Regions from separate parts of the Mus musculus genome. Here all the other regions are linked to region 2. A link is a contact called in public ChIA-PET, HiCAR-type, HiChIP or PLAC-seq and promoter capture Hi-C data. All regions are on one chromosome and are shown on one strand. The core of a region is the stretch at or near the end of the contact, and the rest is flanking DNA. Distances in the headings are between cores, read along the strand shown.

Evidence for each region. Promoter capture Hi-C pulls out the DNA fragments that hold promoters and counts their contacts. ChIA-PET counts read pairs in DNA pulled down with a chosen protein or histone mark. HiCAR-type assays count read pairs that join an accessible place to other places. HiChIP or PLAC-seq counts read pairs in DNA pulled down with a chosen protein or histone mark. Capture Hi-C pulls out chosen DNA fragments and counts their contacts.
Region 1: a contact with region 2 is called in an H3K4me3 HiChIP or PLAC-seq map of bone marrow-derived macrophages, with 6 times the contacts expected there. The contact joins the promoter of Usp20 here to the promoter of Nup214 in region 2. A contact is called at or near these places in 4 of 39 promoter capture datasets (the C10 cell line, hippocampal neurons and liver), 4 of 115 datasets of contacts at active chromatin or transcription factors (astrocytes, bone marrow-derived macrophages, embryonic forebrain and 1 more) and 3 of 9 other capture datasets (adipose tissue, liver and pancreatic islet).
Region 3: a HiCAR-type map of astrocytes shows a contact between it and region 2, with 2.9 times the contacts expected there. The contact joins the promoter of Gpr107 here to the promoter of Nup214 in region 2. A contact is called at or near these places in 1 of 39 promoter capture datasets (hippocampal neurons), 1 of 484 Hi-C or Micro-C datasets (B cells) and 2 of 115 datasets of contacts at active chromatin or transcription factors (astrocytes and memory CD8 T cells).
Region 4: a contact with region 2 is called in a promoter capture Hi-C map of pre-B cells, with 2.7 times the contacts expected there. The contact joins the promoter of Tor2a here to the promoter of Nup214 in region 2. A contact is called at or near these places in 4 of 39 promoter capture datasets (cranial neural crest, liver, pre-B cells and 1 more) and 1 of 115 datasets of contacts at active chromatin or transcription factors (memory CD8 T cells).
Region 5: a promoter capture Hi-C map of liver shows a contact between it and region 2, with 2.8 times the contacts expected there. The contact joins the promoter of Rpl12 here to the promoter of Nup214 in region 2. A contact is called at or near these places in 2 of 39 promoter capture datasets (erythroid cells and neutrophils), 1 of 115 datasets of contacts at active chromatin or transcription factors (pancreatic cancer cells) and 1 of 9 other capture datasets (liver).
Region 6: a contact with region 2 is called in an RNA polymerase II ChIA-PET map of memory CD8 T cells, with 8 read pairs. The contact joins the promoter of Cdk9 here to the promoter of Nup214 in region 2. A contact is called at or near these places in 2 of 39 promoter capture datasets (cranial neural crest and erythroid cells) and 2 of 115 datasets of contacts at active chromatin or transcription factors (kidney and memory CD8 T cells).
Region 7: a contact with region 2 is called in an H3K4me3 HiChIP or PLAC-seq map of bone marrow-derived macrophages, with 4 times the contacts expected there. The contact joins the promoter of Ncs1 here to the promoter of Nup214 in region 2. A contact is called at or near these places in 3 of 39 promoter capture datasets (3T3-L1-derived adipocytes, hippocampal neurons and liver), 1 of 484 Hi-C or Micro-C datasets (CD4 T cells), 2 of 115 datasets of contacts at active chromatin or transcription factors (bone marrow-derived macrophages and memory CD8 T cells) and 1 of 9 other capture datasets (pancreatic islet).

The regions. Positions count from the first base shown.
Region 1 is chr2:30,980,813-30,983,541 of GRCm38.p6, forward strand. Usp20 (ubiquitin specific peptidase 20) reads left to right here and starts at 1,467. Exons shown (of 25, transcript NM_028846.5): 1 at 1,467-1,586. BC005624 (cDNA sequence BC005624) reads right to left here and starts at 1,129. Exons shown (of 9, transcript NM_144885.2): 1 at 966-1,129; 2 at 671-730. The coding sequence starts at 1,048.
Region 2 is chr2:31,973,152-31,975,868 of GRCm38.p6, forward strand. It overlaps Nup214 (nucleoporin 214), which reads left to right and starts at 1,299. Exons shown (of 36, transcript NM_172268.2): 1 at 1,299-1,457. The coding sequence starts at 1,413. It overlaps Aif1l (allograft inflammatory factor 1-like), which reads left to right. Exons shown (of 6, transcript NM_145144.1): 6 at 1-291.
Region 3 is chr2:31,151,052-31,153,777 of GRCm38.p6, forward strand. It overlaps Gpr107 (G protein-coupled receptor 107), which reads left to right and starts at 1,265. Exons shown (of 18, transcript NM_178760.4): 1 at 1,265-1,430. The coding sequence starts at 1,308. It overlaps D330023K18Rik (RIKEN cDNA D330023K18 gene), which reads right to left and starts at 1,240. Exons shown (of 2, transcript NR_040334.1): 1 at 931-1,240; 2 at 1-199.
Region 4 is chr2:32,755,931-32,758,699 of GRCm38.p6, forward strand. Tor2a (torsin family 2, member A) reads left to right here and starts at 1,304. Exons shown (of 5, transcript NM_152800.3): 1 at 1,304-1,520; 2 at 2,741-2,769. The coding sequence starts at 1,370. It also overlaps a transcript of Ttc16 not described here.
Region 5 is chr2:32,960,347-32,963,046 of GRCm38.p6, forward strand. Rpl12 (ribosomal protein L12) reads left to right here and starts at 1,366. Exons shown (of 7, transcript NM_009076.3): 1 at 1,366-1,493; 2 at 1,703-1,776; 3 at 2,228-2,326; 4 at 2,639-2,700. The coding sequence starts at 1,457. Lrsam1 (leucine rich repeat and sterile alpha motif containing 1) reads right to left here and starts at 1,295. Exons shown (of 26, transcript NM_199302.3): 1 at 1,216-1,295; 2 at 698-909.
Region 6 is chr2:32,711,426-32,714,125 of GRCm38.p6, forward strand. It overlaps Cdk9 (cyclin-dependent kinase 9 (CDC2-related kinase)), which reads right to left and starts at 1,359. Exons shown (of 7, transcript NM_130860.3): 1 at 1,140-1,359; 2 at 606-687. The coding sequence starts at 1,231. Mir2861 (microRNA 2861) reads right to left here and starts at 1,463; the gene lies at 1,382-1,463. Mir3960 (microRNA 3960) reads right to left here and starts at 1,547; the gene lies at 1,475-1,547. Gm33457 (a long non-coding RNA gene) reads left to right here and starts at 1,885. Exons shown (of 2, transcript XR_001783272.2): 1 at 1,885-2,700.
Region 7 is chr2:31,244,474-31,247,222 of GRCm38.p6, forward strand. Ncs1 (neuronal calcium sensor 1) reads left to right here and starts at 1,450. Exons shown (of 8, transcript NM_019681.3): 1 at 1,450-1,769. The coding sequence starts at 1,706.

The DNA of each region.
Region 1 (2,729 bases), core at 217-2,716, 990 kb before region 2:
ACTCTGCAGGCCCGGCTGGCACCAAACTCATGGTAATCCCACTGTTTCAGTTTCTCAAGTCTGGGAGTCTAGGTGTGAGGCAGCACACAATCCCAGTCAATCTGGTAGCAAGTTATAGTGCACACCCCTGGCAATGCACACGACGCAGCCTTCTAAAAAGGTTTTCTGGAAAACACACACCATGGTCAGAGGCTCACAGTAATATGATGATTTAACTCTTTAAAAGCATGGGATAAACTAAAAAAGAAATAGGTGGGAAATAAATGGAAATATTATTATAAATGCTGTCTCTCTACCTCAAGTTTTTTTCTTTTTCTTTATTCTTCTTATGAAGCCTAGGTTGCCCTCAAACTCCCTGTGATAGGATTGCACCAAACCAGGCTATTGTTTATTTATTATACTTTTTAACCTAAGTTTCCCAAATTCTTATCTCTTAACACGTTGTCAATCACAATTCATCAGTCCAGCTAAAATTTACAGTTAGTGACTTGGAGCAGACCCATAGACCATCAGGTTCAGGGCATGTGACAAACATTTATAAAGAACCTTAGTTCCCTCTATGATCAGTAGAACTGTATGTCAAAGGAGGGATTTGTGACTGCGACCCTAGCTGGAAATTTTTGTTTTAGCTGGAAATCAATGACGCCGCGACCACCCCCGTGGTACCCACCTCACCCCATTTGGCCTCTTCCGCAAGTTCTGCACCTCTCGGGTTTCTTCCAGTTTTAGCCTGGGGGAAAAAAAGGAATAAAAAGTGACGCACAGGTTGAGACCTGCGGAACTCAAAAGCCAAACTCCGTTCTAAGGACATGTCCCTTTGCCGAGTCCCTGATCCAGTGGTCATCGGCAGTCAGACCCATGCGACCCCGGGGCACCTCTCCCAGCCGCGATGTGGCCTTATCCCTAGGAGCCTCTGCGTGGCGCTGGCCGGTATCCAGTCCCAAGCCTGTCTCAGCAACACGTACCGAACCTCCTCTGATTCTTGTTCATCCTCCTCCGACTCCGAGTCAGCCCGGCGCCGGCGGAATGTTTTCCCAGTAATCCGCATAGCGGAACCAGACCCTTGGCGCTGCGTTACCAGACGCGTAGTCCAGGGAACCTCTCTCTTCCGGCGCGCAGAAGTGTCGTCAGAGCGTCGGCTGCACTCAGACCCGCCTCCGCCTTGCCAGGCCACACCCCAAGCCCGTAGGGCCCCGCCTCAGCAGGGCAGGCAACCACTCCGAACTCCGAAAAGCAAGGGCAGGTATTGCCGCGTGGCCACACCCTCGACCACGCCCATCGAGTAACCATGCTCACCGCTCAACAGGACGGCCTTCGAACCACACGGTGAAACCCCAGCAGCACGGCCACTCCCCCGACTCCCGGCATGCTTGGGCACTCACCACTCGCACGGCCACGCCTCCGGCGTGCCCGGTACCGCCCTCTAGTAGGCTGTGACCTGTGACACCGCCCCCGCTCCTGGCATAGGCTCTCCCGATTGGACGTCTGACGGTGAGGAGGCGGGGCGTGGCAGGCAGAGCCACAAGACTCTAGGCAGCGCCGCGGTGGGCTAGCTTGACTGACAGGCGGCGCGGTTGCGACGGCAGGTGAGTTTCTGACGGCTGCTGCCTGCTGCCGGGGGCTGGGCCGCTAGAGCGGGGATCATCGTCCAGCCGCTGGGAGCAGGGGAGGCCTGGCTTTGCGGGGCGGCCAGGACCTGGTAAGAGGTCCCCGCCGCCTATCATCCCATCACCGACTCCCGTGCCCGCCCCGAACCCCCACGGCTCTGGCTTTTGAGCAGGCCGCACGTCGCTTGGAAGGCCAGCAGGAGGCCACTCGGGCTCCAGGGCTCGGACGTGCACATTTATTCCTCACTCACAAAAGCTGATCACCTTGCCGGGGGTGAATATCAGTCCCGGTGCTGACTGTCCATACCAGGTTGGCCTGCAGCCATTCGTCCCTAGGAGAGGTACCACTGACGTTCAGAGGCCAGGGACTGCTCTTTGAGAGCTTGGGAGGACTCGTTTGGCCTGGAGGACTGTCGCTCTGCCATAAGCACCTTACACCCCCGAGATGTTGCGACGGTAGTTAGTTTTTAAAGGTGTCTATAAACACTTATAAGATGGATAAGTGCATGCGTAATAGCTCACATGGGACTTTTAGGGACTCCTTAATTACTAGTTTCCTCTGGAGCACAGCGCTTCTTACTCGACACTTAACTGTGGCAGGCACTGGGGTAAGCAGTCTCTTCTAGAAGCCTTCCATCAAATCCCACGAAGTAGATGCAGTTGGGTCTCTCTTTCAAAAAACGAGGCTACCGAGGCGTAAGAGAAGTAACCCGTACTTCAAGTTCTGCAGCTGGGAGGTGAGGCTGGGTTGGGGACAGAGCTTTCACAGCTGCAGGGTGTGCTTCAGGGACAGCGGGCCTCTGTGGGTCTTCCCTGCTGCTGCTGCAGCTGGTGTGCCAGCTTATGGGCTGGGGGAGGGGCTGATGGACACTTTTTCCAGAAGACTATTCTGAAGCAGGGAGGGCATGTCTGCCATGCCTTGGCTTTTTTCCAGAACATTTTTTTTTCTGAAGTTGTCATATTCCCCTTAGACTGGGACAAAGAGAAAACTCGGGATGTCTTGAAACAGCCTTTTAGCTTTGATCAAAGAGGCATTAAGTATCAAAAGTCTTGACCCCACTGGAGATTAGATCAACCATCTTCAGATGTCGATGGCAGTCATTGGACACCATGTCTCTGTTG
Region 2 (2,717 bases), core at 49-2,548:
CCCTTTAATGGAGGAGTTGGCATATATTTCAAGTTGTGTCTGTTGGTTCCAGGGTTTTTAACCTCTCTAGTTAAGGGCTTAGCTTTCTTGGGACATCGGCTGCCTTATTTCTGAAAAAGACCAAATGTAACTGGTGTAACCAGCAGTTTGGGGATTGCCAAGTATGGCTTTGCCCTGTGACTCAAAAGATGTTTGTAAGGTAGATTTGGGTGAGTGCCATTATTGTGTGCATGTGTGTATGTATGGATGGGATGTGGTCTCCTGCAGACTGAAATAAACTAGAGCAATTTATCAGTGTCTTTGTGTTTCTTGGGGACAGCTCTGGGCTCAGTAAATTCAGAAGAGCTAGCTGACAACAGGTACCAAGTAAATGAGTGTGTCCTGGGTCTCCCATGTCCCAGACAGACAGTTGACGTCATCTGATTAAGCCCAAGACCCAGGTCTACTGTTAGCATTTTACAATGAATAGAGGCTTGCACACATGCAACTTGTTGAGAGACTGCATCTGACAGAATGTGCCCTCTGGAGCTGACCCACCAGCTCCAAGTTAGGAACCTCTTTTATAATTCTACTCCAGAAATGTCTTCAACATCAGTCAGTATACGCAGATCTGAATCTTAACCCTTCCTGGCTGAAAGCTATTGGATAATTTAACTGCTTTGTGTGGAATTCTCTTATTACATATTTTTTTCCAGACAGGGTCCCATGTAACTCAGGATATCTAGAGATTGCTATGTAGCCTAGGAAGACCTTGAATTCCTGACCCTCTAATCCCCAAAAGCTGAGATGATAGCCGCGCACCATTTGCGATGTGAAGTGGATATGGCTTATGATCTGAAACGATTGCCTTGAAAACAGTAAACAAAACCGATCTTTTGTCCCTTTTCCTCTCCGTTTTTAAAAGGGTTCTGCACCGGCACACAGTGCAGTCCACCCGCTAACCGAACCTCTCTGTCCGCTCTTCCCAGCAAAAAAGTTCCTAACTTCTCTAAGTCGGAAGCTTCTAAGAGCCCTGCAGGTAAGTGCTACCGGGAAGCATCGAGAGTCTCAGGAAGGCCGAGCGTGCCTCTCTCTAAGGAAGAAAATTAAATAGCGAGGCTGCGCACGCAGCATCCAAAGGAAGGCGGACTCCGGCCCGCGCCTCATGGCCACACCCACTGCGCGGAACCGGCCAATGGGGCCTTGTGGATTGGCAAGCGCGCGACTTCCGAGCAGCCCTCGACTGCCTCCGAGCACACTAAAAACCGGCCTGGGTGACGTCAGTCACGCGCGCCGGAAACGCGCATCTACCACGCGCCGCGGGCGCTGAGGGAAGGAAGTTGAGGCCTGAGCGGCCTGAGCTGTGTTTGAAAGGCCGCGGGTGGCAGCGGCAGCGCCAGCAGCAGCTACTTGAACACCCTGAAGGCGGCACGATGGGAGACGAGATGGATGCCATGATCCCTGAGCGGGAGATGAAGGTTAGAGCCTGGCCGGGGCCTCCCCGCCTGCGTAGTCCTGGAGTTGCCTTGGAGCCTCGCCTCTGCCGGCTGCTCCTGCAGTTCGCAGGGTCGCGATCGCTCGCCCCACAGAGCGTCCGCAGCTCTGCGTGTCGCGGGCCTGAGTTCCCTGCAAGTGCAGGTACCTGTCCTTGCGTGGGTTTGTCCACGCCTTCTGAGTTACCCCAGGTACTCTGATGGGCTGGTCGCCTTACTGGTGACAGCGATTCTTGTTTATTGAGTGAGACGTACTGTCGCCACCGTCGCTGCAGCCCTTACGACCAGCTTAGAAAGAGGAGCGCATTGAAGCCTTGAAAGCAAATGATCCAAAGTCACGTGGCAAAAGCCTTACATCTCTCTTACGATTTAGGCATGGTCTCTTGTAGCTCAAGGTGGCTTCTGGTCTTGGGCTCTTGTCTCTGCCTCCACCTCCCAAGTGGTGGGATTATTGGTGTGCATTACCACAGTTGGCTTAGACGCTCAGTTCTTATTAGCTCTCTATACTTGAGGGTGGTCCAAACTACCTAAAGTGGAGCCAAGAAACACTATCTGCCTTCAAAACCCCTAGTTAGTAGGAACAGGAAGTCAAGTTTGGCACTGGAAATCAGCTTGAACTCATGAGACTAAAGGAAAAGCAAGCGAACCCTAAGTGATCCCCATGCTACAACTTCTGGATACTGTGTTAATAGTTGGCTTATATACTCTGACAGAATGGAAAGGCAGGGGACCGTAGACAGTTGGAAATGAGTGAGTTGCAGGAAGGTGTTAGCCATTTGTGTGACCGGTGAGTCGCTAAAATGCACATGGGTCGAGTGCTCCATATCATGCTTAGAAACAGTGGCTCTTCCTTGAGTCAGCACATGTGCTGAGCCCGGTAATGGGCAAGCTTCATGTTCCTCAGATATGTTCGGGTAGAGAATTTAGAACCACAGGGCTAATAGCAGTATTTTAATTCCTGCCAAAAGCAGAAAGGAGAGGTTTGGGTTTTGGGTTTGTCTGTTGTGTTTGTTTTGTTTTGTTTTGTTTTGTTTCTTTTGTGTTGCTTCATCACACTGGCCCACCACAAAAAAAGCCACCAAGCCCCAGTGGTACAGTCATGACTATTAGGATGATAATATCAAAAAAGATAGATGATTTGTTTCTTTATGAATGGCCAGTGTGGCCTCATGGGGAAATTTGTGTGAACTTTTACCCACCGTATTCAACTGGGATTAAGAGTACTGCTCTTCCAGAGCTCCTGAG
Region 3 (2,726 bases), core at 15-2,514, 820 kb before region 2:
ATTTCCTATCTATATGTATTTATATATACAGATCTATCATGTTGGGTTAGAGACACTGCTCAGTGGTTAAGAGCACTTACTGCTCTTATAGATAGATACCTGAGTTAACTTTCTAGTACTCATGATGTCAGGCAACACACAACTGCCAGCAATTCCAGCTCCCGAGGATCTGACACCATCTTCTGGTCCTCTCAGGTACCTATACATGGCACACACATACATAAAAAACTTAGAAAAGCAACCAACCAGACCTTCAAAATACATCCTGTTACTAGTTCCAGTTAAAAAGCTATAGGAATCTGATTCTGTCATAGGTGTTCACACACCTACATAGTGGTAGCTGCCTGGTAGTAGAGTTCCCTGTGTTTTTATTGTGTCCTATTTTGCTTAAATAATTACATGCACATACACAAAAGCATATGTTACTTGTGTGTCCAGCTAAAAACAAGAATCTAAGAACTAAACCAACTTGGTTATCAGCTATTTTAATACGAGTGTTTCCTGTAAGCCCTGGTACCAGGGACCTACAACCAAGTCCTTCCATTAAGTGTTAAGGACTAGAAGCTAAGTTTCCAAAGAGACTAAAATAGAAAACATTAAGGCTCAGACTCCAGCGGTGGCATGAAATCACACAAGACAAAATGACGTATCAGTTAAAAATCTGCATGTGATCCCCAGCTCAGACTGGCCAAAATGACCATTTCTTAGAGTTTAGGTAGAACAGAGGAACAGCCTGACACCTACCTCTTATATAATTAGATTGTCCCAAAGATTAAATGCCACTTAAAAAAAAAAAGCCTAGTGGATGGCTTCCTATGGACTCAATAAATCCTATTACTGCAACTATTTCAAGCTGAAGTTTGTGTAAAGGGCCTAGGATGATAATAAGTCAAGGAATCTAAGACAGGCCAGCAATTTCTAAGTTATTACCACCGAAGGCAGTCCAATCATCCGCCAGGGTCAGTGGCGGACATTGCGGGTTCCAGACTTTGGTCCAGGCCCCTCAATCCCCAAGCCCGGCAAGGCAGAAAGGAGGCCCGGCTTGAACTTGCCCCGCCATGGTTGTCATGGCAAACGCTTCAGGGTCCTCACAGGGGCTTTGCCGGAAGTCCGTCCTGGGAGGCCAATTGAAGAGTGCCGAGGTGGTCCGCTCAGGTCCCTGCGTGACCAGAGTTGCGTTTTGCAGTAAAACGATCTCAAGGACCTCGGAGGCGGCAGCCGCGCCCCCTTCCAGAGCACCTCCGGGACGACGCACTTTGACCCGGAAGTGGGTGGGAGAGGAAGCAGCTGGTGATGCTGGAACAAACATGGCCGTCCCGGTACCCCTCGGCCGCTTCGGCTCCTTCTGCCTGCGGCTGCTACGACTGCTGGCGTTGCTGGAGCTGCTGGTCCACCCCGTCTTGGGCCGCGTCCATCACCTGGCGCTCAAAGTAAGGCCTGGCAGGCTGGGGGCAGGATCAGGGAGTGGCGACGGGGGGGTGGGGGGAGCGCGACCGCTGTCCCGGGCTGAGCCAACTTCAGCCCAGCGGGATCTCCTAAGTTCGGCCCCTGAGCCAGGGGGTTTGCGCCGCCCCGTAGGGATGGACTACGCCGTGCGGCCTCCTCGGGTAGTCTGGTCCCTGCAGGTTTGAGGTCCTGAGGAAGGGGCCCAGATGCGGCCTAAATACCCAAAGACCTGGGAGGCCACTCCTGCGATTCCTGCTGGCTTCCCTGGATTCCACGTTGGTGGCAACCTTCCCTAATTCACCCTTTCATAACTTAAATTCCAAGTTCTCTTGTCCGCGATCTCCGCCCTTCTGTGCTCCTTGATCTGGCGCTTTGAAGTTGTGCGGAATCTTAGCCTGTTTCCTTGCTTGGTTTAGGGTGCTCGGTTGACTGACCAAAGCCAGAATCCCCAAGAGGAATTCAAATCTCTCTTGAAATACATGCCTTGGTTTCAAGAAGAAAAAATAAGAAAGAACAAGCCTGAGGATTTAAACTCAGCATCCAAAGTGTTTCTAAGTAGTGGGCCTTTTTCATTCCCGCTCTATGGCCATTGCCTAAGGAAGATGTTTATGACAGGCCTGAAGTGACCACCAAGAACCGCTATGGTAGCTAACTCACAGTAGAAAGTTCTCTAAGGCTTACACAGGATTGGCAGCCGGTTAATATACCTGGAGAACAGAAAGTGACATCATTATGACTCAAAGCCTTGTACATTTTCCTAATAGTCAGTGTACCAAGAAGTTGCGGATCTGGACACAGCTGTCTGTAAAAACACTTTCCATTAGGTGTGAAGGATAAAGGCTTGTGAATGTAGCGTTTAAAGGGTCCAGACAGACTGTAGATTTGAAACCTGGCCAAATCCATACAGGCACACTTGGGCTGTCTGCTTTTGATTGTTAAAATGATCTTGAAGCTGGGCGGTAGTGGCGCATGCCTTTAATCCCAGCACTTGGGAGGCAGAGGCTGGCGGATTTCTGAGTTCGAGGCCAGCCTGGTCTACAAAGTGAGTTCTAGGACAGTCGGGGCTATACAGAGAAACCCTGTCTTGAAAAACAAACAAACAAATGATCTTGAGTAAAGTGACTCTTACCTACAGCAAGACAGATCAATCTTGGCTCCTTATAAAATCCACTGAAAGCTGTAGGCACTCTCCCCAGAGAAATGCTTTTTGAAGTAAGACCATCTTACATCTTAACAGCTTTCTTGGCCTTTCTGTAGCTTCATAATCTTGGTACAGTTTA
Region 4 (2,769 bases), core at 54-2,553, 780 kb after region 2:
AAGGGACCCCCTCTCCTTGGATTTATATTAGTCTTTAGCGTGTAGTAGTAGCTGGTAAGAAAGAGCAATACTCATTTACATATATATGCAAATTTTTTTAAGCTCTGAGAAACTTTTATTAGGGTTTAAAAGAAAAACCCTGGGGCAGGCAAGCTTTAAATCTCAGATGCTGCCTGGAGGAGGAGGATGGAGAAAGAAAAAAAGCCATGTCATTTGGATTAGTTGACAAAGAGGCTAGCCTCGCGATAGTCAGAGAGGGCTTTAGGGAGTGACACCCAAAGTGTTAGAGAGGTGTGCTTAGAAAAAAGAAGGGGCCGGGCAGTGGTGGTACACACCTTTAATCCCAGCACTCAGAGGCAGGCAGATCTCTGAGTTTGAAGCCAGCCTGCCTCAGAGCTAGTCCAAGGACAGCTGGGGCTACACAGGGAAACCCTGTCCCGAAAAGACAGAGACAAAGGAAGAAAAGTAAAAAGCACACTTTTGGAGTTCCTTAGACTTGTGAAGCTGCATCACTGCCTTTTGATTTACTTATTTATCCATTTTGTGAGTGTGTGTGTGAACTCACGCACGTGTAGAGAGGTTCAAGGACAATTTGCAGGATTGGTTCTTGATTTCCACCAGGTAGGCTCTGGGGATTGTACTCCGGTCTTTAGGCCGGTTGGCAAGTGTCTTTGCCTACAAAACCAGCTTTTTTTTGGGGGGGGGGGTTTGAGACAGGGTTTCTCTGTGTAGCCCTGGCTGTCCTGGAACTCACTCTGTAGACCAGGCTGGCCTCGAACTCAGAAATCTGCCTGCCTCTGCCTCCCAAGTGCTGGGATTAAAGGCATGCACCACCACGCCCAGCTCACAAAACCATCTTGAAGGTTCTATTTTCTGAGCCAAAAACACTTTATGTGACCACATCTCATTGAGCTGACCATCCCTGGGTATAGAGTAGGTACTGTTGCATCCCATGTAAGGCGCCTGCCTGACACTGGCAGAGACATTCTCAAAAGGCGGTTGTGAGCACTCTTCCGTCACATTTTTAAAAAGAGCTTGGAAAAGGCTCTCAGGAAAGTGTAAAGTCCGGCTCAAGTTTTTGTTATTATGTTGTTTCACTCTCTTAATCTTTTATTCTTTCTGAGGTAAGGTTTCGGGCCGCTAGTTACCCGTGACCATGGCAACGCGGGACTGGGTGGTTCGCGGGCTCCCCCAGGAGGCCTATTTGCAGTACTGCTGCGAGACAACCTGTGGGTTTTAGAGCCCCAAGGAAGGGGAGCCGGGAGTTGTAGGCAATGGGCGTGGCTGCCTCGGAGCGGTGCACACCGGGAGCTGTAGTTCACAGGTTCTGGCGGTGGGCGGCCTCTGACCGAAATCGGGCCTCAACCGGATGGCGGTGGCGAGGCACGGCTACCGGCCCTGGGGCTCGATCCTCGGGCTGCTCGGGCTGGCCTTGGCTGCCGCCGCCGCCTGGGACGTGGCTTCTCTGCGCTGCACCTTCGGCTCGTTCTGCGAATGCGACTTCTGGCCCGACTTGCCGGGTGAGGGGTGGGAGCCGGTGCGGACGGGCGGGCAGCCGGCAGTTCGCAGGGGCTCGAAACATCTGCCGCCCCGCCGGCCGCCGGCGGAGGTGGGGATCCGAGAGCCTCTGGTGCAAACCTGAGGAGAGGGTTTGGAGGGGGCCCGGTGGAGGGAAGCCTTTGACAGAGGGGCGCCCAGTGGCTTGTGGTAGGCCTCCCTTGTGCGGACTTGTCACACCGGGGGAGAAACCTGCCGTCGCCTGAACCTGTAGACAGCTGTCGTCTACTCGGGGCTGGTGCAACCCGGAGAACCGCCTCGAGGGGGCGGTGCCGCACTGGCCCTTGCCGAGGTGACTGATCCTGTCCCTCGTTTGGACACAAGTATCCCAGAGGTCTTAGACACATGCCTTCGACCCTCTGATGCTTTTTGTTTGTTTGTTTGTTTGTTTTCCCGACAGAATCTTTCTACACTGATTTGACTGTTCTGGACCTCACTATGTGGACCAGGCTGGTCTCAAACTCCCAGAGATCCACTTAGCTCTGCCTCCAGAGTGCTAAGAGATTAAGGGTTTGCACCACCATATTCTGGCTCTTTTTGTTTTTTGTTTTTTTAAAGATTTATTTATTTTTTTATTTATATGAGTACACTGCGACTGCCTTCAGACACACACTAGAAGAGGGCATCAGATCCCATTACAGATGGTTGTGAGCCACATGTGGTTGCTGGGAATTGAACTCAGGACCTTTGGCAGTCAGTGCTCTTTCCATCTTTCCAGCCTCCCCCTTTTTTTTTTAATATTTATGCTTTGCCTGCAAGTATGGTTACATCCATGTGCCCATGGAAGTTTGAAGACGGTGTTGGCTCCTCTGGGATGGACTTACAGATAGTTGAGAGCTACCATGTGAGTGGTAGGAATCGAACTTAAGTTCTCTGCAAGAGCAGCCAGTGCTGTTTGTTTGTTTGTTTGTTTGTTTGTTTTGAGACAGGGTTTCTCTGTGTAGCCCTGCTTGGCTGGCCTGGAATTTACTATGTAGACCAGGCTGGCCTCGAACTCAAAAGAGATCTCCCTGCCTGTGCCTCCCAATTGCCTGGATTAAAGGTGTGTTGGAATTCACCATAAACCCAGGCTGGCCTTTGATTGGGAGGATTACTGCTGCCTCTGCCTCCCAGGGGCTGAGCTGACAGACATGAGTCAACAGCCTGTCATCTGCTTTGATATGCGTTCCTTCTGTGGCCCTAGGTCTGGAATGTGACCTGGCTCAACACCTG
Region 5 (2,700 bases), core at 116-2,615, 990 kb after region 2:
AGCTGGCTGCAACTTCCAGTGCTGTCTAAGGGCCAGCAATAGGAAGGACATAATCATTTGGAGGAAGTGTGTAACTCACGGCATGGGCTCTGACACCTAAGACATTAGCTGTGTCACTTTGTGTCACTGGTCGGAGCCGGTTTCCTCATTTGTAATATGGAGCAATGTTGCCAATGCTGGCCTCTGTGGGGTCAGTGACTTCATGTATGTCAGGTCTATGCCATAGACTCTGCCACAGGGTACCACACACATGACAAATGCACTCAGGTACTATTACAGTTGCTAAGGAGAAGAGGGCTGGAGGAGCCTTGCAGTAGAGGACACATGTGGTCCTGAGGGATTTCAGGTCTCCATTTGTGGGCGTGGGCTGTCAGAGGAGGTTGCTGGGCCTGCAGGGCCTGCTCAGGACTCTCCGCACTCAATTGCAGCACTCCTGAGAGACAGCTCCCTCCATCCCTATCTGATGGCCACGACTTAAATCCCTTACAGATGGCTCACTAATGACTAGCCTCCCTCGCCCCCATCCTCCAGATCTACATTTCCAAATACCTTCTTCAATGACTATCTCTGCCAATTCCCCCTCCCTCACCGTTCTCAGCAGGGCTCGTTCAGTTCTGGTTTGAACTTTCCTGATGGTCCAGCTTGGCTGGGAAGAACCACACCCATCCTTCCCTGGCAGGGCTGGCCAGCGGCTAACCTGGCTCTGTGGATGGGGAGGTCCTCCACCGATGTTCCGATTCTTGGGTGGACCTCAAGGTAGGCCAGTCACTCCGAAGACTTGGCCACAGATACAAACCATTGGCCCCCAAAAGCTGAGCTGGTGTCCGGTCTCCTTCAAACATAGAAGTGAGCACCGAAACTTTAAATTTCAGAAAGACACGCAACTCAGGATGACAAAGTCTCGAGATTCTAGAAACCAAGGAATTGCAGAATTAAAGACTCGTGATTAGACTCGAATAGTTTGTTTCTGTAACTAACATGCACATACCGCAAACAGGTTAGGAGGGTACTAGGGTGGCACTGGTACTAGGGTCGCTCAAGTCAGGTGCAGATCCCTTAGGGGAGGGGCGGGGCCCTGGGCTGGGTCCCAGGGGCTCCAGAGTCACCGTCAAGAGAAGGGAACGTGGACCAGGAACCAGGACCTCTGGTGCAGCCCTACTCTGTTGCCCAGGCAAGGTGCTCCGAACATTTACCCCTTCCGAATCCCGAGCTCACCCACAGACCAAGCTCTGCAGTCCTCTGCCGCAGACGCCTGCCCATAAGAAACAGGGCGACCAGGGTGTCGCCCAGAGACTGGGTGGGGCCAGCGGTTCTCGCGAGAGCTGAGCTTTTCCGCCTATATCCGGCGTGGGCGGAGCAGGATCCGTCTTTTCGGCTTTCGGCTCGGAGGAGGCAACGGTGCAACTTTCTTCGGTCGTCCCGAATCCGGGTTCATCCGACACCAGCCGCCTCCACCATGCCGCCCAAGTTCGACCCCAACGAGGTCAAAGTCGGTGCGTGCCCTCGCCGCGCCCGGGTGCTGTCCCGGGGCCTGGCGGGTCTCCCTTGGGCCTTGGCTGCCACGTGTGTAAGAGGGGAGGGAGCCCGACGCTCTGGCGGCCCGTGCGCCTTAGGGTAAGGCCTGGCCCGGGACATCTGAAGCCCGACGGCAGCGCGCAGGGCGGCCTGCGCCGCAGAGGTTCTGATTTTGCTTTTTCTTCAGTGTACCTGAGGTGCACCGGAGGCGAGGTCGGCGCCACATCCGCCTTGGCCCCGAAGATCGGTCCTCTGGGTCTGGTAAGTCGTCGCTCCCGAGCCGTAGACCTCTAACGTGCATGCTGTTTGGCCTGTAGATGTGTTCTGTCCCCGTGGAGGGCAGAAGAGGCCACCATGTCCCTGGTGCAGGCCGGGATGTGGGTGCTGGGACTTGGGACGCAAAGGAAAACTGAGATAACACGTGCACGGAGGCTCGTGCCACAGCCCGGTTGAGGCAGCCATTGGACTTGCTTAAATCCACTAGCCTCCGTGGGTAACGCACGGGAACCTAGTGTTTAAAGCTCCGAGGGTTCCCCATTGCAGCAGAAAGTGTTTTGCTTTGTTAGCCCTTACTGCAGAGTTGTCTTAGTGAAGAAGGATGTGGAGCCATTGTGGGCAGGCTCCTGTGGGACGGTGAGGAGGGCTGGCGGTGAGCTTGAAGGTCCTGGCTTCAACTTTGGGCACATGGTAACGAATGCTATTATTTCTACAGTCTCCGAAGAAAGTTGGCGATGACATTGCCAAGGCTACCGGTGACTGGAAGGGTCTCAGAATTACAGTGAAACTGACCATCCAGAACAGACAGGCCCAGGTATTTACATTGCTTGCTGTGGGGGGTTGAGGGAAGGGTTGAGATAGCAGCCCTCAGGAATCATGGGTCTTGGCAAAGATTTCCCTGTCCCGGTGAATCGGATTTTATCCTTGTGGGAGGGCTATACGACAGGGTTCACTGTAAGTCAGTAGTAGGTGCCAGGGTGCAGGAGTCCGCCATGCTAGGGATTCAACTCTGGAGGTGAGGCCAGCAGGAAGCACCTTAGCTAGCCGAGCTGTTTTTTCGGGGCCCTTTAGCGTGTCTGGTGGTGGTTGGTTTTCTGGGCTGTGTTCACATCAAGTCTCTTTGCAGATCGAGGTGGTGCCTTCTGCCTCAGCCCTGATCATCAAAGCCCTCAAGGAGCCACCGAGAGA
Region 6 (2,700 bases), core at 109-2,608, 740 kb after region 2:
AAACATAGAGTCCCTGTTTCAGGGAAACACACACACCACAGCACTGGCTATCCTCCCCCAGGACCCAGGTTCAATTCCCAGCACCCACACAGTGGATCTTTTGTCCCAAATGATCCAAGGCAACCTGGCACACCTTTCTGGCTTCCTCAGGTACCCAGGTACTGGAGAATAGTGCTGTACACAGACATGCCAGAAAACAGAAGACCCTATAGACGCAAAGTAAGACAAACAGCATTTTCCTTACAAAGGCAATGCTGCTGAGGCTGATGGAAACAACACCTTTCAGAACATCACCTTAAGCTCAGCGGCCTTTTAAACGGCTTGTGCACAAATGGTCTCTTCATACAAAACAAAATTCAACGCCAAGCTAAGCTGAAAGTTTTCTAGAGTCAACCTGCACTCCATGGGAAAAGCACAGGCTCCCTCCCGTGGCTCCCACAGAACTCTGCCACTAAAGCTCAACAGTGTAAATGGAAAGCCAAATTCCTTGTTCCATGGAAAACCGAAAAACACTAGGTCGAATCTCAGCACAAAACCCTTTGAAGTAGCGGTGTGGAAACCCAGCCAGGTTAGAAGAAGGTCGGCCCAGTGGTCCATATACTCACCCCCTCCTTCTCATTCTCCATCAACACTTTCTTCAGAGCCACCTTCTGGCCCGTCTGACGGTGCTTGGCTTTAAAGACTTCCCTGCAGGCACAGAGAAAGACCCAAGGGACCCATAAGGCATTTCCGCAGGGAGTGCCCCTCCCCCGCGCGAAGGGGAGCAGCAGGAGCCCAGACCCACGGCGGGCGGGGTGCGGCCTCGGATCCGGGACGCGGTCATTCCACACCGCGTGTCTTCCGTCCTCCTCCCGGCCTCTGCTTACTCCTACTCAGCCCCTACTCCTCCCCTAGAGGTGGCCGCTCACATTCGGAGTGGCTCTCAGCAACCCTACCCAACCCCCATCACGGGCCCCAGGCTCCTCCCCGCCAGTCGGCTCGGTTGGGCCGGGAACGTCTGCGCCGCGGCCGAGCAAGACCGGGCAACAGCCACGAAAACAGAAGCTTCCGGACCACCTCGGCCCGGGCTCTGGGCGACCCGACGTCGGCCCTGGAAAGTGCAGGTCCCGGGCTCGCGGTCCCACGCGGCCTAATCTTACCCGAATGTGCCTTGGCCGATCTTGGCAAGTTTCTCGTACTTGGTGACCTCATCGCAGAACGGGCATTCCACCGAGTCGTACTGCTTGGCCATGGCCACCTCCAGCGCGCCTCCGCCGCCGCCGCCGCCGCCGCCCCCAGCCGCAGCTCCCGCCGCTCCCGGTCCCGCCACACTCCAGGCCCCTCCGCGGCCGCGCCACTTCCGCCTCCACGGCCACTTCCGGCCTCGAGGTGCCGAGCCCGCCTCTTCCGGTCTCCGCCCGCCGCCAGGCCCCCTGGGACTTGTAGTTCCCGGGAGGCCAGGGGGAGCCGGAGCTGCAGAGGAGCCTCCGCCGCCGCCACTGCCCCCGCCTCCGCCGCCGCCGCCAGCGCTGTTGGCGGCCCCGATCGGGGGCGCAGGAAGCCGTGGCGCTGGGGCTGGGGCTCGCGGCGGTGCGTCCCGCTGCATTGGCCCGGGCCGTGCTGCTGCCGAAGCTGCTGCCGCTCTGGCTCCCGATCCGGGGCCAGCCGCAGTGCCCTGCTCCTCCTCCTCCGACGGCGCCGCCTCCGCCGGGCTGCGCGGGGCGGCGGGTGGTGGTGGGGGGAAGGCCTGGGGGCGGAGGCTCCCTGGCCAAGCCCGGCCCGGGGCGGCAGGGCAAGGGGGCGAGATAGGCAGAGCAGACGAGGAGGCGGCCCGAAAGCCCGGGAGGGGGCGCGTTATAAAGGGGGAGGTGCCCGTCCTGGCCTCCCCTCCCCCTCCGCCCACCCCCTCCCTCCTCCTCCCACCCTTCGCAGCCGCACCTGCCGCCGCCGCCTCCCGCCCTCCCGCTCCCAGTCCAGCGTCCGCCCTCGGCGCGTCACTGCTCGCAGCCCCTCCTCTGCCTTTGGAGGTGGGGCTCCGCACTAGACACCTGCCTGCGGCTCCCTCCTGCGTGCCTCAGTTTATCCCCCGAATGCCAGCTGCTACAGAATGGCCCTTCTTCCAGGACCGGGAGTGTGCTCCCGGTGAGGCGAAGGCAGGAGGTGCCGTGGGAGCGGCCTTGAGGCCAGGGGAAGAGAGAACTGCCCCCGCTGCCGCCTCCGTCGTCTCAGCCACCCGCCGTTGACATGGCAACTGACGGCCGCCAGGGGGCGCGGCGACACTGTGGGCGGTGAGCGATCAACGCTCAGGCCTAAACCCTTGGATCTTGTGTTGTCAGGATGGATCTACTACAACCTTCCTTCACAGAGCCGCGCCAAAGCTGGTCTGTCCAGAGTCAATCATCCCCAAAACTGTTAACATTGAGCCGGCACTCCTGATGCTTTTGAAATGGGCGTGAGCCGGGCCTTGATGGCGCACGCCTTTAATCCCAGCACTTGGCAGAGGCAGATGGATTTCTGAGTTCCAGGCCAGCCTGGTCTACAGAGCCAGTTCCAGGACAGCCAGGAAAAACAACAATAACACAGAGAGACAGAGAGGAGAGTCTGAAGTCTGTTCTGTCTTCCTCTACTGTCTTGAAATTCTGAGCTGATCATGGCCGATTTTTCCAGCGTTTACCTCCTGGTCTGTGGTCCTACAAGCTCCCTTCTGTTTCAGTTTCCCAA
Region 7 (2,749 bases), core at 200-2,699, 730 kb before region 2:
CGAACGGGCTCTTCACACCAACAAGCTGGGACCTGGGTCTGGCCTGGGCTCATGTAAGGGAAGGAACCGAGACCATCTGAAGGCTGGAGACATGCAAGAGGTGGGGTTGAAAGGTACCATCGCCCCAGGCAGGGTTTTACACCCTCTGAGAGGGAAAAAAAGAAATTCTGTCCGTGATTGCATCCCTGCTGGCTCAGGAGGGAATGGCTTCATCTTGCCATGGTCTTTCCAGGGCTCTGGTTCCTGGCATGGGTCATTCCTCCCCTACCCGATCTATTTTCATGCCTTTCCCTGAGAACTCTTCCTCCTAATGTTGTCTAAGCCAGTTGTGAACCAGGGATCCTACTGCCTCCCCACCCACTTCCCTGTTTAGCTGGGCTGGCTCCCTGGCCTCTGCTACTAAGACTGGCTCACAGAAGTTGCCACTGGCCCTCAGGGCCTTCTGAGAGCAAGACATATTTCTGCTCCCCTCCCCCTGAGGCTCATTCTTTGGAAGAAGCAAGCGCCAATGGACTAAGAGGTCCAAGTTTTCCTGAGCTGTTAAGGAGACAGAGTTGGGCAGAAAGTCAGGAGAGGTCTCAATTACGATGACATTTTGGGAGGAGGGGAGAGCAGGCCATCCTTTTCCTGGAGTCCTTCCCCAGCTGCAGGCTTCCAGGCATGGAGCCCCACCAACAGGCTCTGCTCCCTCTGGCCACTTCAAGCAAGCCCCACAACAGAGAAGGTTTGAACTGCAAGTACTCCTGGGCACCGGGGACAGAGGCCAGGTCTTTGGGGAAAGCGGCTTGCCAGGCTGGTCTCCAGAAGCTCTGGCCCTTCTGCCTGGCCTCAGATCATTCCCAGCCTTGCCTGGAGCCCCGGGTGTAGAGGCTGCTCTCCCTCCCAGGCCAGACCCCTTCCAGGTTGATACCCCATTCCTCTCTCAATCTGAAGTCACTTCCCTCAAGGCCAGGCAAAAGTGTTCCCACCGAAACCCATGCCAGCCAGCACATCAGGATGCTCCTGGAGAGGTCTGGGATCGCGTCTGTCCTCTTGGCCGCCAGGTCCCCAGCGCCCAACACATCTAAGTGGAATGAATGAATTGCGCCGGGCAGGGATTTGGCCTCGTTCACGTCCGATTTTCCGGGCCCTCCCTGCCCACGCCGCTGCGGAGAGGGGGGAATGGATCGGCGGAGGGGGCGGTGCGGCGACCTCCCAGCGTCCCCGGAGAGCCAACAGGAGAGGGGGTGCCTCAACGCGGAGCTCGCGCCTGTCGGAGCTGGGCGGGAGGTGGCGCCGGGCGATGAGTGGCGGCTCCGAGTCCACCCCTGGCGCGCCGGTGCGGGCGGGAGGCGGGGAGCGTAGGGGCGGCGGCGGCGCAGCAGTAGCGAGCATGTGCTACGCAGCCCAGTAACCAGGGACGACCGCGGCAACCGAGCCCCGGCGGCTGCGGCTCTCAGCCCCGCGCAACTCCTCGCCGTGGCCGCTTGCACCGCCAAGGCCTGGCCCTCGCCGGGTCCCCGAGGCCCCTTGAACCGTCAGCCGCGGTCGCGCAGCACGCCGGAGCCCCGCGCACGGGACGCGCGGGCACGGCCAGACAAAGGCGCGGCCCCGGCCCGGCCCAGCCCGGCCTGCCGGCCTCCGCGCACCCCGGCCCGACCCAACCGCTCCCGCTGGGCGCCCCGAGCGGGTCCGGCCCGGGGAGCGGGGGCCGCGGCCGCCGAGCATGGGGAAATCCAACAGCAAGTTGAAGCCTGAAGTTGTGGAGGAGCTGACCAGAAAAACCTACTGTGAGTGAGCCCCGATCCCAGATCCCCGATTCCCCATCGAGCCGCGACCTTCCCTCCGCCCTTCCCGGCCGCGCCCCTGCCCCGCACCTGGCCCATTGTTCTATCCGCGCCCCCGCCCCCGGCCATGGCTGGGTGTCGCCTGTCAGCGTGCTCCAGGGACCACTCTGGGTCCTCAGGGCATCCGCAGCCCACCCGCTGCTCCCCTCCTGTCCGAAGGACCCGGGCTGTGCCGGGGCGGGGGGCAGTGGTCCCAGGAGGGGGCGCCCGGGCGTTGTGTGGCTCTCCTGCTTGGAGCAGGGTGGGTGGGTGATTCATGCTTAATGATGCTGCTGCGGCTCCTGCCTCTTGCGAGGTTGGCCTGTCGCCCCCTCCCTGGCAAGTGTGACTGTGTTGGGAGGAAGAGGGCTGGCGAGACTGGTAGAACGCTCAGGTAGTGACGGTAGAGGGCCAAGGGTCCTGGGCGCCCTCTTAGATGTCGCACGGTTGGGCTGTATTCTCCATCCCCCCTTCCCTTCTCCTGTCTCTACCGCACCAGGAAATGGGTTTACATGGCCCGAGCTGACGAGCGAAGGAAGGTCTGTCCCACTCCACGGTCCACTAGATCAGTCCCAGGCGTGGCTCTCCACTTGCCCAACTTCACAGATCTGCCTCTGCATCTTTAGTGCCTCCACACCAGGTGTCCCCCCTCCTCGCAGCCTCTCCAGGGGTGGCCCTGGAAGTGGGTCCTGGGAAGCTTTGGCTGAGCGCTCTGCATCACCCGGAAAGACAGGCAGTTAACTGACAGCTCGGTGTAGATGGAGGCTCTGGTGCAGTGCATGGTCTCTGCTCTCACCCCCACCCCCACCCCCGGTATCGGTCTTCTGAGCACGTTTGCAGGTCTTGGTCAACCTAGTGCCTTAGCCCCATGCTCCTCACTCTCCCAGACTTAGAACAAAGGGGGCTTTACTGCCTGGGCTCTCCTGGCCCCTGTCCTGAGGAGT